Regions from separate parts of the Mus musculus genome. Here regions 2 and 3 are each linked to region 1. Evidence: chromatin contacts called from public promoter capture Hi-C data. All regions are on one chromosome and are shown on one strand. Each heading gives the region's core, a stretch centred on a gene start, on an enhancer-like site or on the middle of the called end of the contact. The rest is flanking DNA. Distances are from core to core; before and after follow the strand shown.

Region 1 (4,697 bases), core at 1,600-4,099:
ACAAACTGGAAATCGAAGGAGCTGCTCTGAGGAGGAAGATAGAGGAGAGAAAGAGAAGCTAGGGCTTTAGAGATGGCTCAGTGGTTAAGCATACTGAGTGCTTGATCCTAAGTTCAATTCCCAACACCCACTGGTGGCTCGTGACCCCAGAGAAGAATTCAACGCTGTCACAGCTTGCTAGCAATCCAGGCGTGGTGAACATCCATAGTGCAAGTGCCACAGATCTCATACTGAGCATCGATAATGCAGGCTTGAATTTAAACCTCTCACAGAGTACACTAGATACACACTAGAGACTCCTTGTATTTTGGAAGCAAGAAGAGTGGAATCTGATTCCTTTTTCTAGAGTGCATGAAAACAGAACATTCAATAACATAAAATAAATACATCTTTTAAGAAAAGAGAGAAAGCTTCGCTTTCTGTAAGCAGACAGGCAGTTACTTTTTAAGGGTGTGTGTGTGTGTGTGTGTGTGTGTGTGGTTCCTAGTGTGTTTCAGGTGTGTTGTGTGCTTGGAGTTCATGTGCTTGGGAGTTCATGTGCACAAAGTGTGTGCAGTGAGTACTCTCAGAGGTCAGACAAGTGCATCAAAGTCCTTGGAACTAGAGTTGCAGAGGCTTGTGAGCTGTAACGTGGGGGCTGCAAACTGAACCTAGATTCTCTACAAAAGTAGCCAGTACTCTTCACCACTGCGCCATCTGTTTAGCCTGTGCGTAATTCACCTACAAGCCGAGTAGCTCCAGCCGTGGCCAGTGACCACCAGAAGTGACCCCAGAGCTGTGGGGTCAGTTTTCTTTTCAATCCTCAATGTAAGCCAGCTCTGCAGCTACCTGATCTCAGATTTCTGCCCACCAGGAGCACGAGATGAGGTGTGTCTGCAGTGTAAGCCACTGGGGTTAGGGCACTTTGTAAGGGCAAATAAACTGGTACAACTTGTGTCGAACACAAAGCAGACTTTTTCCAGAAAGAATTGTTTTTCCTCCATGGTTGCAGCTGATTCTTGGAGGAAAAGCAGGACTCGGGGTGAGAGGGCTAAATCAGCATGTGTGAAGGCCCTGAGACAAGAATGTGGCTAAGGTCCCAGTGGTCCCTGTCACTGGGGTGTTGGGAGAAAGGGTCAGAGGGGCCATCCATGCTAAGGTTTGGGATTTTGTTCCAAGGGTGTTGGGAACCACAGGAAAACTCGGGACTGTGGAACATTTATTCTTGACCCTTGACTCAGTCTCTGTTCCTGGTTCTTCCAGACTGACTCTTTATTCCTTTTCAGACTGTGGTCACAGGTCCTCCGTCTCGAGACAGAGAGGCTGCGACACTGAATTTAGCCTGTTGGAGATGCCCAACGAGGACACAGAAGGTTCCTGGTTATCTTCACTGAGTTCTCCCCACCACACACAGCAGATTCTGGCTCTCATTCTTTCCAGGAGTCCAAGTGCATGAACAAGCATCCTTTTAGGGAAATACAGTTTTCTTACTGCTTTTAGGCCTCTGAATCCTCAGTTGCCAACGCACTCCTATGAAGTCAAATGGGGAGTGAATGATTCAAATTTCATTTTTCTGTGGGTAGAATCACAGCCCATCATCTGTGTGCAGGGTAGGGTACTGATGGGGAACCAGAGGGCTAGGTGGGAAAATTTCCTTATTTGGTCCCTAGTTAACCATTGGCGGGGATAGCCGGTTGAAGTCAATTAAAGAAGTCAGGTGACAGATAAACATCTCTGCTGGTGAGCCATCCTTGGTGGTGGTGGTGGTGGTGGTGGGAAAGTAGAGAGAGGGGAGGGAGGGGGTGGGCATGCCATTGCCGTTTGTTCATAGGGTGTGGAGGATAAGAAACTAGAGAGCAAAAAAATTCTGTGGGAATGACTATCTCCTGTTATCTGTCCAGCTTTCAAGGAGGAGAAAGTGAGGCTCAGGAATCCTAAACTCAAATATTTTGTCCACTTTTACCTTTTTCTCCCCCTTGAGACGGTCTCTCATGTCTGTCCTGGAACGCTCTACGTAGGCTAGACTGGCTTCGAACCCACAGAGATTTCTTGACTGCTGGCATTAAAGGCAACGCCTGGATTTTTTGTTTCGAGACAACTGCTCATGTAGCCCAGACTAGCGTCAAACTCCCTGTGTAGCAAGGATAACCTTGAACTCAGTCCTTCAGTTTCTTCTTCCCAAATGCTGGGATTACAGGCTTGTACCACAGCCCCCAGATAACAGTGTGCTAGGGACCCAAACTAGGGCTTTATACATGGTAGGCAAGTTCTCTACCAACTGCGCTACAGTCCAAGCCCCATTCCAGGACTTTCTATATATCCTTCTGCTGGAAGGCAGCTGGAAGGGAGCGGGAAGGCGCAAAAAGAGGGGTTGCATGGTTTTGGGGGTGCGCAGGGGGTCTGTCGGTGGTGAGACAGCTGGACCTAAAGCGCACACTGGGACTCCTAGTTTCAGTTTTCCAGACCTAAGGTTCATTTAGTCTGGTCCAGTTAGCGCTGGGGAGGAGGGATCCATCCCAATTGCCTGTCTCCCAATGCGTCGATTTCCCTGCCCTGCCCCTCTCAGCCACTCTGTAACTGAACTTCAGTCTCAACCAATTCTCTGCCTCGAGCCACCGCCCTGAGGACTGAACCATTATGGCATAGAGAAGGGACGGCGAGGGGCTCTCAGGTTACTGGTCCCAGAGACGCTGTCTATGGAGACAACCCCAGATATCAAGAGAACCCCAGATATCAAGATATCATGGAGTCTTGCGTTGAGGTTCGCGCCCCTGGCCACAGACCCCGCCGTGCTCCGGAACCTCGGTCCTCCCGTAGCTCTGCCCACTCTCCACCCCCGCACTTGGTTTGCTCTGACTCGTGAGGCAGTCGGCTGTGCGCACGGCCCCACGCTCAGAGCTTGAGGTCCTTGTTGCTTGTGGGTCGGGTCCTCGTGTTGTGCGGGGATGCGACGTGCAGCTATGGCGCTCGCCGTTCGAGTCGTGTATTGGTAAGTCCGGGTGACTGCAGTTCCCCCTTTTCCTGCTCCCGGCTCGTTGTGCCCTTTCTCTGCTCCCCAACCTTTGTGCCAGGAGACCCTCTCCCACCCTTTTCTTTGCCCCTCCCCCTATCTACCAGGGTCTGGTAACCGAGTACGATGACTGTATTTCAGACCCAAAGGGAGGGATTTCCAAGCGGGTGGGATGGAGGTAACAGAGACTTGAGCCCGATCCCTGGCATCTGACATCTGAGTGACATCTCACCAGTGAAAATGGAAACTGATACTTGGGGCCACTTTGAACACGTGACTCAGCGCTGAGGGGAGGGGAAGGGTAGCATCGGGTTTCTCTGGGGACCTTTCCTTCCCGACAGGCTGTTTCCCTTCCCCCTCACTGAGCGGCATGAGTTAGAGAATACAAGGTGTGGTGTAGTTGGGGGTTTACTCATAAGCGCTGTTGGGAGGTCTGGGGATGTCCCGTACCTGGATTGTAGTGTGAGTTAACAGTGGTCGCACCTCCCAGTGTGTACATGAAAAGGGCGAACTGAGTCACGGAGTGGTGGTGTTGATGCACACTTTTAATCCCAGCATTCGGAAGTAGAGGCAGGTAGATAGTTCCAGGCCAGCTAAGCTGCTTGTTAGAGGCAACCGGGGTGATGTAGTAAGACCCTGTGCCCCGAAAAGAAAAAGTAATATAGGATAGATTGTAGGGTGAGGGTGTAGCTCAGTGGTAGAGTGTTTGCATGAGATGCACCAGATCCTGGGTTCGGTTCCCAGCAATACAAATAACAAAACAAAAAACTCTTACTGGTTTCTGATCAGTGAGTGCCGGTGCTGTTAACCCCAGTTCTTTTCTGGCCTCAGTTTCCCCTTCTGTAGTGTGAAGGAGGTGATGATGTTGGTTAGTTACCTGCCAGCGCTATTAATTGTGCCCCTGCTAGAGGCAGGCGTAGAAAGACCAGCCATTTTCTCTTGATGACTTTTTCCTCCATCTGCATCTGATAATCAGCTGGCTTGCAGTAAGTGATTGAAAAGTGCTTGCTGAATGGATTCTGCACCCCTGAAGTCCATTGAGGGGCTCTCCAGCCATTCTGTCTCCATCTTACAGGGGAGGAAACTGAGGCTGGAAATGAGGCAGGGCCAGCCTGAGGTCCTACTACCGATAACCCTGTAACTTGAATCTGGGGTCCGTGGTCCACCTAGCTGGGTGTGGCCTCCTCCCTCCCAACCCCCTTGAGGGGTCTGATCAGGCCCTAGTTATCAGGATGTCTTTCAACAGCCTGCTTTGATAAATTGAGGCTCCCATGAGGCCACTGCACCAGATTCCAGGCCCAAAATGGCCTGAGGTAGGGGACATGGGGTTGGGGAGCTTATGTTTTGTACTGGGTGCTGGAGAGAGCTTGGATTCCTGAGTGACAGCCAGGCGGGGGAGGGAGTGGGTGGGTGAGATTCTACTGAGGCAGCATTTGTCCTAATTTACTTCCCTGCTTCCCTCCCCATTGGCATCTCTATGTGGAACCTGTGATCTCTTTGCCATCCCGCCTCTCCATCTTGGCTCTTTTGTTTGGGGTGGGCTTTCTATGTATCTTCGCACTGTCGCACACATCTCTCTGTGTGATGAGCACATCTTCCCCTCTTTTGAGGGTCTTTGTTACCTCTGCGTTCTCATCTGGATCTCTGTCTCTCTTTACCTTCATCGCACTGCTATTGCCTGCCTCCCTTGGGTACCTGTCCTGCCTTG
Region 2 (4,697 bases), core at 1,196-3,695, about 12 Mb after region 1:
ACACAGAGAAACCCTGTCTCGAAAAACCAAATAATAATAATAATAATTAAAATAAAATAAAATAAAGATATGCAGGGATGGTGGCTCAGGCGTGTGATATCAACACATAAGAACCCAAGGCAGACTGCTGTGAGTTTGAGGCCCACTTGAGCTAAGTGATTTGTATCCTCTATAAAAAAGAAAACTGAAAAGATTCAGAAGAAGTCAGTTCAAGGAAGTTTTTAACCTTAGTGTGGTGAGAGAGCTCAATAGTTAAAATTACCTGCTCACTGGAACTCAGAATGAGCACTGACTCCAGTAAGTTGTCCTCCGACCCCCCAAACCCAACTGGTAGCCAACACACACACACACACACACACACACACACACACACACCTTAAAAAATGTAATTTTAACTTTAAGAACGAACCAAGTATACATTAAATCACTATTTCAACATATAATCAATTAAAACCACATACATTAGAGCATTCTAGGTCTTTGAAAGTCAGGGTGGTAGATAGCTGGTGGTGGGTTTTAGAACTTCTCTGTCACACTCCAGGCCAGCAATACTGACAATTTTGGTACTGTGATGGCTGCCAAATCCAAGGCCTCACCCCAGACTTTCAGAATGAAAATTTAACAGGTCACCTCCATCTCCCGGGCTTCAATGCATCAGAACTGTGAGTAACCCTGTCCCACTGCAAGGTGGGAGGCTTGCTGAGAGATTTGCATAAGTCAGACTTCGCCGAGGAGTTCTGCCTACAGAGTCAAACTGAGTTGAATGTGCACCTCTTGTGTGTGGTGAGGGAAGAGCGACAGTAATGTCAGGATATGGCTGGCAAGGGGATGCGAGATGAAACTGTGCCGTGGAATGCTGATGACTTCCGGGTGGAGGATGCACTTTCGCGCCGGGGAAGGGGGCACTCACCGAGGCCCCAGACAGAGAAGGACACCACCAGCACCGGCTCCTTCGCCCAGGCATTCTTGAGGAAGGCAGAGATTCCTAGAGAGGTGAGAAGACAGTCACCCTTGGGGACTACTGCGGTGACCTCTAACACTCTCGTATCACCCCTGCTCTGCACCCTCGTGACTGCCGCGCCCCTATTCTGGGACGGATTACCGGTCCCCAAGGCTCCACTGAGACTCAGCCACGGATCAGCCCACAGTTTCCTGGAACTACTTGATCCCCGCGAGCTCCAAACCTGTACTTACTCCCGGCCATCTTGTTCTTGGCGGCGACAAGGAGCGGAGCTCTCTGGGAGTTGTGGTCCTTCTCCTTGCGTGAGGCCCCGCCCCTTGGGCGAGGACGTGGACCCTTTCGGGAGTTGTAGTTCTGGAGTGAGGCTTAAGAGGACTGAAAGATTTAAACCACCTTGAACACCTGCTGGCCTCACCATTTTCTTATAGTTTATAACTCAGCAAATGCATCGGAGAAGTAACATAACGTTCTCCTGTAATAAAGTCAGCTTTGGGCTGGAGAGATGGCTCAGAGCTCTGTCTGCTCTTCCAAAGGTTTAATTTCCAGTAACCACATGGTGACTGACAACCATCTGCAATGGGATCTGACGCCCTCTTCTGGTGTGTCTGAAGACTGCAACAGTGTACTCATAAATAAACCTTAAAAAAAAAAAAGTCAGCTTTACATTGAGATCACATCTAGACATAAGCTCATTCTGGAAATTCTAAATTAATCCCAAATATATTAAGGACTGCCTGTGCTTTGTGTTACTAGCATGCAGATCATGGCTTTTCCCTCCATCTGCCCCTTAGTGCTGAAAACTGAAACCAGGACAGGCTAGGCTACCCATCTCCGATTGAGCCACTCCTCCGTCCACTTGCTGATAGATTCTACTATCCCAGGTCCCTGCTGGTGGATTTTAGGCATATCTTTTATTGTTGAGCCACATTTTTCAGCCCTTTCATTACTTTTTATTTTGAGACAGGGCATTAAATGGCTCAAGTTGGCCCTGCAATCTTTGAACTTGACAGCCTCCTGCCTTGGTTTCTCAAGCTGGTGAGATTACAAGCCTGAGCCTCTAAGATAATGCACATCACTTAAAAAAATTAACATATCTGGACTGGACAGTGAGAGCAGTAATGGAGTCTGAGCCTTCTCTTGTTACCGGCATAGTACATATTGTACAGCAAGCTTCTTTTTCCCTTTCTACCTTTTTGTTTTGTTTTTTTTGTTGTTGTTGTTGTTTTTTTCCTCTTTTCCATTTTTCTTCCTCCCACCTGCCCCTTTCCTTTCTCTCCTCAGTGCTGAGGCTACTCTGGGCAAGTGGTCTTCTACTTAGCGACAACGTCCTCAGCCCTCCTCCCCAACTTTTAAGTTAAATTAAAGAACACCAGAGGCTATGACTGTTCCATCTTGCAACTTTTTCCAAGACAATGAAACTATGACACAGTTACCCAGGAGCCTCCACCTGACTCCTCTGTTCCCTAAACAGGACTCTCACATGGCTTTCTGGTGTTGCTTCATTTCCTCAGAGTGAAAAAGGCAGGGTCAACCTTTTCCTCAGCTCCACGGAGAGTGCCCACCATGGTCCTGTCGCTGATACTCCAGCTGTCGACTCTCTGTGAGCTGTCCCTCCCCTGTGTGTGGATCCTTGGCTGGGCTGAGGGCTATATCTGTTCATATGGAATTCAACATCCAATTTAGAAAAAGGAATCAGGACTGGTACCCAGATACCTGAGTCCTAAACGGGGGAAGACAGATTGCTGGGTCGGGGGTGAGCATAGGTTTCTCTGGATCTCCAGGCAGAGGAGAGTAAGGGATATCTAGGGGTCAAAGAATGTATTCAGTTCTCATGGTAAATGGGCAAGTCTACTGTGCTGGAGGGAGGGGGCATCTAAACCTTCAAACCCCAAGGCAGAGAAACCCCAAGGAGCAAAGTATTGTTCTTAGGAAAGGTGGGGAACAGAGGCCTGTCCTCTTGGGTCAGACAGCAGCTTCTTAAGTATGGGGAATGGAAGTACAGAGTTTTGCTTGATCCTAAAAAAGACGGTGGCAGGCTTCATGTAATCAGAGTCTAGGGCTCCTTAGAGGGGAGACGGTAGTCCACAAAGGGCTTTGTAAAAACCAACTCTTCACCTTCTGCAGGGCCTGCATGCCGTGCTGACTTCACACCAACAGGTGAGTGGGAGACTCCACCTGCTCTATGCTATGCTGCTCACACCTCGCCTCCAACAACTCATTTTATCTTTGTGCCTAGCTTCACCCCAGATTCCCTCATTCCCCTCTCTTCCTCTCTCCTTCCATCCCTTCCTCCACTACATACCTTGCCTCTTTTCTTCTCCCTTTTCTCCTGTCTCTTTCCCTTCCCCCTTTCATAGCCTTCCTTCCTTCTTCCTCCATCCCCTCCTCCTTGCCCCCTGCATGTTGCTCTCTTCTCCCTTCACTTTGTCCTTCATCTCTTTAGTAACCACTATAGGTGAATAGAGATGACCATGAATGTGGATGTTAAGGAGACCTAGACAATCTTGTTCATTATTGCATGTCCTTGAACAAACCAGGGGTCTTAGCCGGGCGTGGTGGCGCACACCTTTAATCCCAGCACTCGGGAGGCAGAGGCAGGCAGATCTCTGGGTTCGAGGACAGCCTGGTCTACAGAGTGAGTTCCAGGACAGCCAGGGCTACACAGAGAAACCCTGTGTGGAAAAAACAAAAACAAAAACAAAAAAGAAAGAAAGAAAAACAAACAAACAAAAAAAACAGGGGTCTTGAAGCCTCCATTTCCTTAGGTAAGTCGGCTGCAGTGAGGATTTAATGTAGTTATATAGGGAAACTATAGGGCCAGATCCTGGCATATTTCAAGGCTCCAGACATAGGAGTTCCTCAATGCCAAGTATACGAGCTTCTCTCACGGGAGCCTGCCTTCCACAGAAGGAGGTTCCCCCACCCGAGATGGCTTCTTCTCAGGGTTTTGATGGAGGAGATAATTCTTCTCTCTTCAATTTTTCCCACTATGCTTCAATTTGGCCTGAGAACCACTGGGAAGCCATTCATCCCTGAGTTATCAGTTGATTTAGTTTTATGTACATGAATGTTCTGCCTGCATGCATACACACCACATGCATGTCCAGGGCTCGCAGAGTTCAGCAGACAGCAGGAGGAGCCTCTGAAACTGGAGGTACAGTGCTTGTAAGCCACCATGAGCTGCTGAGAATCCTAGCCCCAGTTTTTGCAAGGGCAACAAGTACTTTTATCTGCTAAGCCATTTCTCCAGCATCCTAATGTTAAATCTATTTAAATGATAAATCAAATAGGTACTCGTGGTTATAAAGGCCCAGTTATTACCAAAAGATGCAACAGGCTTCTTCTTCCCCTTCCCATGTTCCCGAATCCTACTGAAAGGTTCCCAGCACTCATCCGTACCATGCATTTACATACTTCCTCCTTTTCTTACCAGATCAGAATTAGTATTTTATGAGTCATCCTGTTCTGTGTCTTAAGTGTTAAACTTATGTTCTGTCTTAGAGATATTTTCCAATTATTAGATAGTTATATTTCCTCTTTAATTTTTTTTTTGAGGCAGGGTTTCTCTGTGTAGCCCTGGCTGTCCTGGAACTCACTCTGTAGACCAGGCTGGCCTTGAACCCAGAGATCCGCCTGCCTCTGCCTCCCAAGTGCTGGGATTAAAGGCGTGTGCCCACCACCGCCCTGCCTCTTTAAATATATTTACAAATAAGAATTGCCTATGGTGATAGGCAGT
Region 3 (4,697 bases), core at 1,129-3,628, about 11 Mb after region 1:
CCTAGATAGGGAGCCAACTCAGACTCAGCATCTTCTGAAGGATGAACTCCTGAGAACTGAAACCAAGACTCTGCCCAGTCATACCAGGGAAAGATAGGAGTCACCCTGGATAGAGCTCTCAGTATAGGAAGAGAGGGTATGCATGTCCCCATCCCAGTGCTAGGTCCCTTTACTAGAGCTTTTGCCATGGTTAGCAATGAGAAAGCCTGCCAGCAGCTCAGCTGGATACAGAGGTTAGGGTTATGGCCTGAATAAAGGCTAAGTACTCCAAGAAACCAGGGCTAAAGCTCTGGGAAAGGGCAGCCTTGAGTGGGGAATGTGCTGGGAATGGCAGTCAACACAGGTTAATGAGATAGGGCCCTGCCTGTCAGAAGAGGTGACACCACCATGCTGTTACTAGTTGTAGATTAGAGCAAGACAAGGGAGTGGGATCCGCTCAGGACCCTAAGGTGAAGCTTAGGAGACAGAGGTACTGGGACCCCCACAGCCTTTGAAGAATAAGAAACATGAGGCATGATAATGTAGAGCAGGGTAGAGGGAAGACAGAACCCTGATTGGTATTTCAGGGTACCTCTAATGGATGATGACTGCATCATTCAGAAATCCTGGGGTGCTGGCAGGGCCCCTCTGAGGAATCCAGTAGACTGCAATGGGTCTACTGACAAAGGGACATTTCCCCTAAGATGAGGAACCTGGGCTGGAAATATAGACTCTGGGAGACAGTTATGCCAAGTGCTTGAGGCTGATGAGTTACAGGGCAGTCTCATCACAAGATAGGAAATGAGAGAAGTCTTTGAAATCAAGAAGGAAATGGCTGGGGAAGGCCCTAAAATAGGCATGGGCCTTAGTGGAAGGATAAGATGCCAAGTCCCCATCAGGTCCAACCAACATTGGGTGTTGAATTCTGCGGGTCCTGGGGGACTGTGTGCCCCCACCTGCATCCATCCGGGCAGAGGAAATGAATTTGTCCAGCTGACACCGCAAGAAGTCCCTCTCCTCCTCCAGGTCCTCAATGCGCTTCTGCAACCACGAGTTCCTCTCCAGTGCCATGTGCAGCTGGGCCTTAACACTGCTCATCAGGGCCAGGGTTGGGGAGGCGCCCTCTGGAGGCTCTAAGAACAGCAGGGACGGAGGTCATGCCCCAGGGTGAGGCAGTACCCCACCTGACTCCAGTCCCTCCAATGCCCTTTCTCAGCTCACCCTCAACATTTCTCCGAGACGGACTCAGACGGTATAAGATTTGTGAGTCTAAGTGGGGTGCCTCTTCAAAGGGAATGGAGATCTCAAAGGTCTCTTCGTCCTTCACTGCAGAGAGGTCAGCAGAGGTCACCCCAGAAGTGGCCTGAACCTTATAGACCACCCCCAACCATTGCTGTCCCATGGACAGAGGGAACCAGAATGTCAGACCAAGGATGGGAAAAGAAAGGGTCCCCAGGTGCCTCACTTGTCCGCCAACGGTTGTTTCTGTCATTCATATCGAGGAGGCTTCCTGCAGACCCAGCAACTGAGCCCTTGGGGGCACTGGACAGAAGCAGGTCACCAAAAGTCGGCAGTCCCTGGAGAGGTGGAATACCTGTCCCTCCGGAGTAAGGAAGGATCACCAGTCTGAGGGAGGAAAGGACCCATACTTCTGGACAGAGTCAGAGGCTTCCAAAGTATGTACCCAGAGCGAGGGGGCTCAGCGAGAGGAATCTTGGTTGTGAAGGGGCTCGGCCCTTAAATTCTTTGGTTCCTCGTGGGGTCAACACCACAGGGAGACCTGGCCTGAATGAGAAAGCCCTTCATCATGGCCCATCTCCGAACCCAATGCCATAAATGGAGAAACAACCACCCCTAACTTCCATTCTTGGGGTAGGGGGTCCATCCTGCAAGCGTTCCCCTGTCCCAGCCGCCCATTCCTCCCGCACTCGCGTGGGCGAGTAAAGCCCCTCCCCGAAGTGGGAGCTGGGCGCGTGCGCAGTGCGTGGGAGGTCACGCGTGGGGATGCGCCCCCACCCTTTGTCCCACAAGTGGGAGGGGGCGACCGTGGCGAAGGGTCCCAGAATGGGCAACCGGCATGGGGGTGTCGACCGTGGGCACCGTTCCCCGCCTTTGGGTGCTCAGGGTACAAGGGGCCGAGGCCCCGCTCTCACCCACCCGCGCACGGACTCCAGCCCCGGGACCGACGGCAGTGGCGGCGCCCATGCCCAGCGCAGGGGAGCGTCTGCAAAGTGTCGCGGAGAGAAGCGCCCACCCACCAGTAAGCGGGCGTAGCGGCAGAGGAGGGGGAGAACTGGATGGCGGAGCGCGGAGACGTGGGCACTAACCGAATCAGGCCTGCCGAGCCTGGGGCGCCTCTTCCTGGAGCCCAGGTGAGGCCCGCCGTTTGCGCGGAGGTCGGGACCGCACTTGCGCGATAGCCCCTTGCAACACCCCTCCAACCCCCACCCCACACACAACCCCCCCCCCCTCCTTTCCCAAAGCCTAGGCAGGGATCCTCATGAAATTCTCATCCTGCACAGCTGATGCGGTTCCGGGGGTCCTCCGGGTGAGTGGCTATGTGACCAGTGGGCCGAGAAAAGTCAGAAGGTATGAGGCAGTAAGGAAAATTGAAGTGAAATTTGAGTCTCCTTTAATGATCCCTAAGTAGCTGATTAATACATGCATACCTTTAGTCTTAGCCGCTCCAACCTACCATAACCTCCACCCACCCCCATCCACGAAAAGGATTAAAGGAATAAGAGGACCAGGATGTGAGAATGGGTTGTGTGGTGGTTACTTCTCCGCAAAGTGTGGGTCAGGAATAGCCCACACTGGAGCCACCTGTGGAACAGCTACACTCCAGTCCTTGCTCCTCATTCCTCCATGGCCTCAGTTTACTCACCTGTTCAGTGGGAAGTTACTCTTAAAAGCCTTTGAGAGGATGTAGTTGTGTGACATACCAAAGGCTCAGCCCAGAACCGGACCACTCTTGGAGCTTAAGATCCAAGCGCTGTTGATATTATTTGAAGTCAGTCGGTGTAGATGCACAGCCTTTAAGACACTCCCCCTCTCCCTTCCGCCCCAAAAGAAGTCGTGTAAAGAGGCTATCTGCATAGGGCACATACACACACACAATCAGAGGAAAGGAGCAGCGAAGACATGTTTATTAGACCTACACTGCCTCTCCGGTTCACAAGCAGCATCCTCTTTGGGGTTCTGAAGCCCTAAGAGGCATGACTTAAACCATCCTTGCAGAGGAAGACTGAATGTGTCAACCAAGACTAAGCAGTTCATTTTTACAAATAAACTGCATCCTGGGTCAGCAAGTCCAGGGGGAACCACCTGCCCTAGATCAGTATTTCAAACCACAGAGAATTGTATAAAGCCAGGTGAACTGTATAAAGCTGTGCTTATGCTCTAAGATGCTATTTTTTTAAGTATATTAATGTGGATTGTAGTTTGGGTGGGGAAGGGGTAGTGTTCAGAACCTTTTTCCCAAAGATGCTAGGAATGTTGCGCAGTGTGTAAGGTGCCTAGCATGCACAAAGCCCAGAGTTTCAGTATTCTGGAAGTGGAGGCAAGATCATAAATCCAATGTCACCCTGAACTACATTACAACCTTATCTAAATAAATAAATAAATAAATGGCAGGTTTGGGGAAACTGAAGTAGGCCTAACTCCCAGAGGAAAACGGCAGACTTTCCCATTACCCAGTCAAGGTCTTTGTTCCAGATAGCATAAACTAAAATGTCTCCCAAAATGTAAGTAAGGATTGAGAATGGGGTGTGGTGTGCATTGAGTGTTCAATATAAGGTCCCTACTTCCAGTGTCAAAATAGAGACCTCTGACTACCCACTAAAACTTCCCAGGCAAGAGTTTCCCCAAACAGCATGGTCCTCCCTTCCTCCTATCAGGAATCCGTAATAATAAATATCCCAACTGTTCAAGGGGCAGGGCTGTTCTCTATGAGGGCTCGTTTCCATATACCTCCAAAGCACTATGATGCCCTGACAGCTCAGAGACTCTTCGAGGCAAGGCTGGGTTTGTGTCTAGGGCTCTGAAAGCCAGGCTGGCACTCAGGCCATTGTCTGAGAACTTCAGGAGGAGACCCATGATCCCCGCGGTCCCCAGAGGCAGTGCAGGGATGCTTCCTCTGAATATGCTTCTGGAATGGCTCCTGCTCGGTAAAGCAGCACGGGCAGGGTAGGAAGGCACTGGAACAGCTATCCCCTGAGTGCACACAGCTGTTCTGAGCCAACTCGCCCCAATCCCGAAAGGAGCAAGGGCAGAGCAAACAGCTGTGGGCTGTCCACCACCTGTATAGCAGGTTTGACATTTGAAGGGCTTTACCTCCAAGTGGATGACGCTGGAGGCAAGACACGCACTCGAAGACCCTAACGCACACCGGACAGTTGTAGCTCTTTTTGTGAACCAAAGTCCCATCGGCCCTATCCTCCCTGACTCCTCATCCCACCAGCACTGTGTAGAGGACACCCTGGGTGTCTGTGAGAAGATACTGGTTGGGTCCTGAAAAGGACGAAGTCTGGGGAAACCCTATAGAAGAAGAAAGTCCAGGGTTTGTGGACCCACCTGTCCAACAGTGAGGGGTCTCCATGGCCTCAATAGAGAGAAGCACCCAGATCTGAGGGCAGGAAGGTAGCAGCATCAGCATCCGTAAATGTAAATGAGGCTGAATGGGTGGGAAGGAGGAACCTGCACTCTATTTAGGGTATGTG

The links. Promoter capture Hi-C pulls out the DNA fragments that hold promoters and counts their contacts.
Region 2: a contact with region 1 is called in a promoter capture Hi-C map of second pharyngeal arch cranial neural crest. The contact joins the promoter of Oscar here to the promoter of Selenow in region 1. A contact is called at or near these places in 2 of 39 promoter capture datasets (cranial neural crest and second pharyngeal arch cranial neural crest) and 1 of 484 Hi-C or Micro-C datasets (B cells).
Region 3: a promoter capture Hi-C map of cranial neural crest shows a contact between it and region 1. The contact joins the promoter of Ccdc106 here to the promoter of Selenow in region 1. A contact is called at or near these places in 2 of 39 promoter capture datasets (cranial neural crest and frontonasal cranial neural crest).

What each region holds. Positions count from the first base shown.
Region 1 is chr7:15,920,523-15,925,219 of GRCm38.p6, reverse strand. It overlaps Selenow (selenoprotein W), which reads left to right and starts at 2,849. Exons shown (of 6, transcript NM_009156.2): 1 at 2,849-2,968. The coding sequence starts at 2,940.
Region 2 is chr7:3,613,905-3,618,601 of GRCm38.p6, reverse strand. Oscar (osteoclast associated receptor) reads left to right here and starts at 2,445. Exons shown (of 5, transcript NM_001290377.1): 1 at 2,445-2,561; 2 at 3,086-3,118. The coding sequence starts at 2,525. Ndufa3 (NADH:ubiquinone oxidoreductase subunit A3) reads right to left here and starts at 1,229. Exons shown (of 4, transcript NM_025348.3): 1 at 1,195-1,229; 2 at 911-985. The coding sequence starts at 1,204.
Region 3 is chr7:5,054,407-5,059,103 of GRCm38.p6, reverse strand. Ccdc106 (coiled-coil domain containing 106) reads right to left here and starts at 2,378. Exons shown (of 5, transcript NM_146178.2): 1 at 1,445-2,378; 2 at 1,201-1,305; 3 at 936-1,112. The coding sequence starts at 1,475. It overlaps Gm15510 (predicted gene 15510), which reads left to right and starts at 1,988. Exons shown (of 4, transcript NR_166619.1): 1 at 1,988-2,351.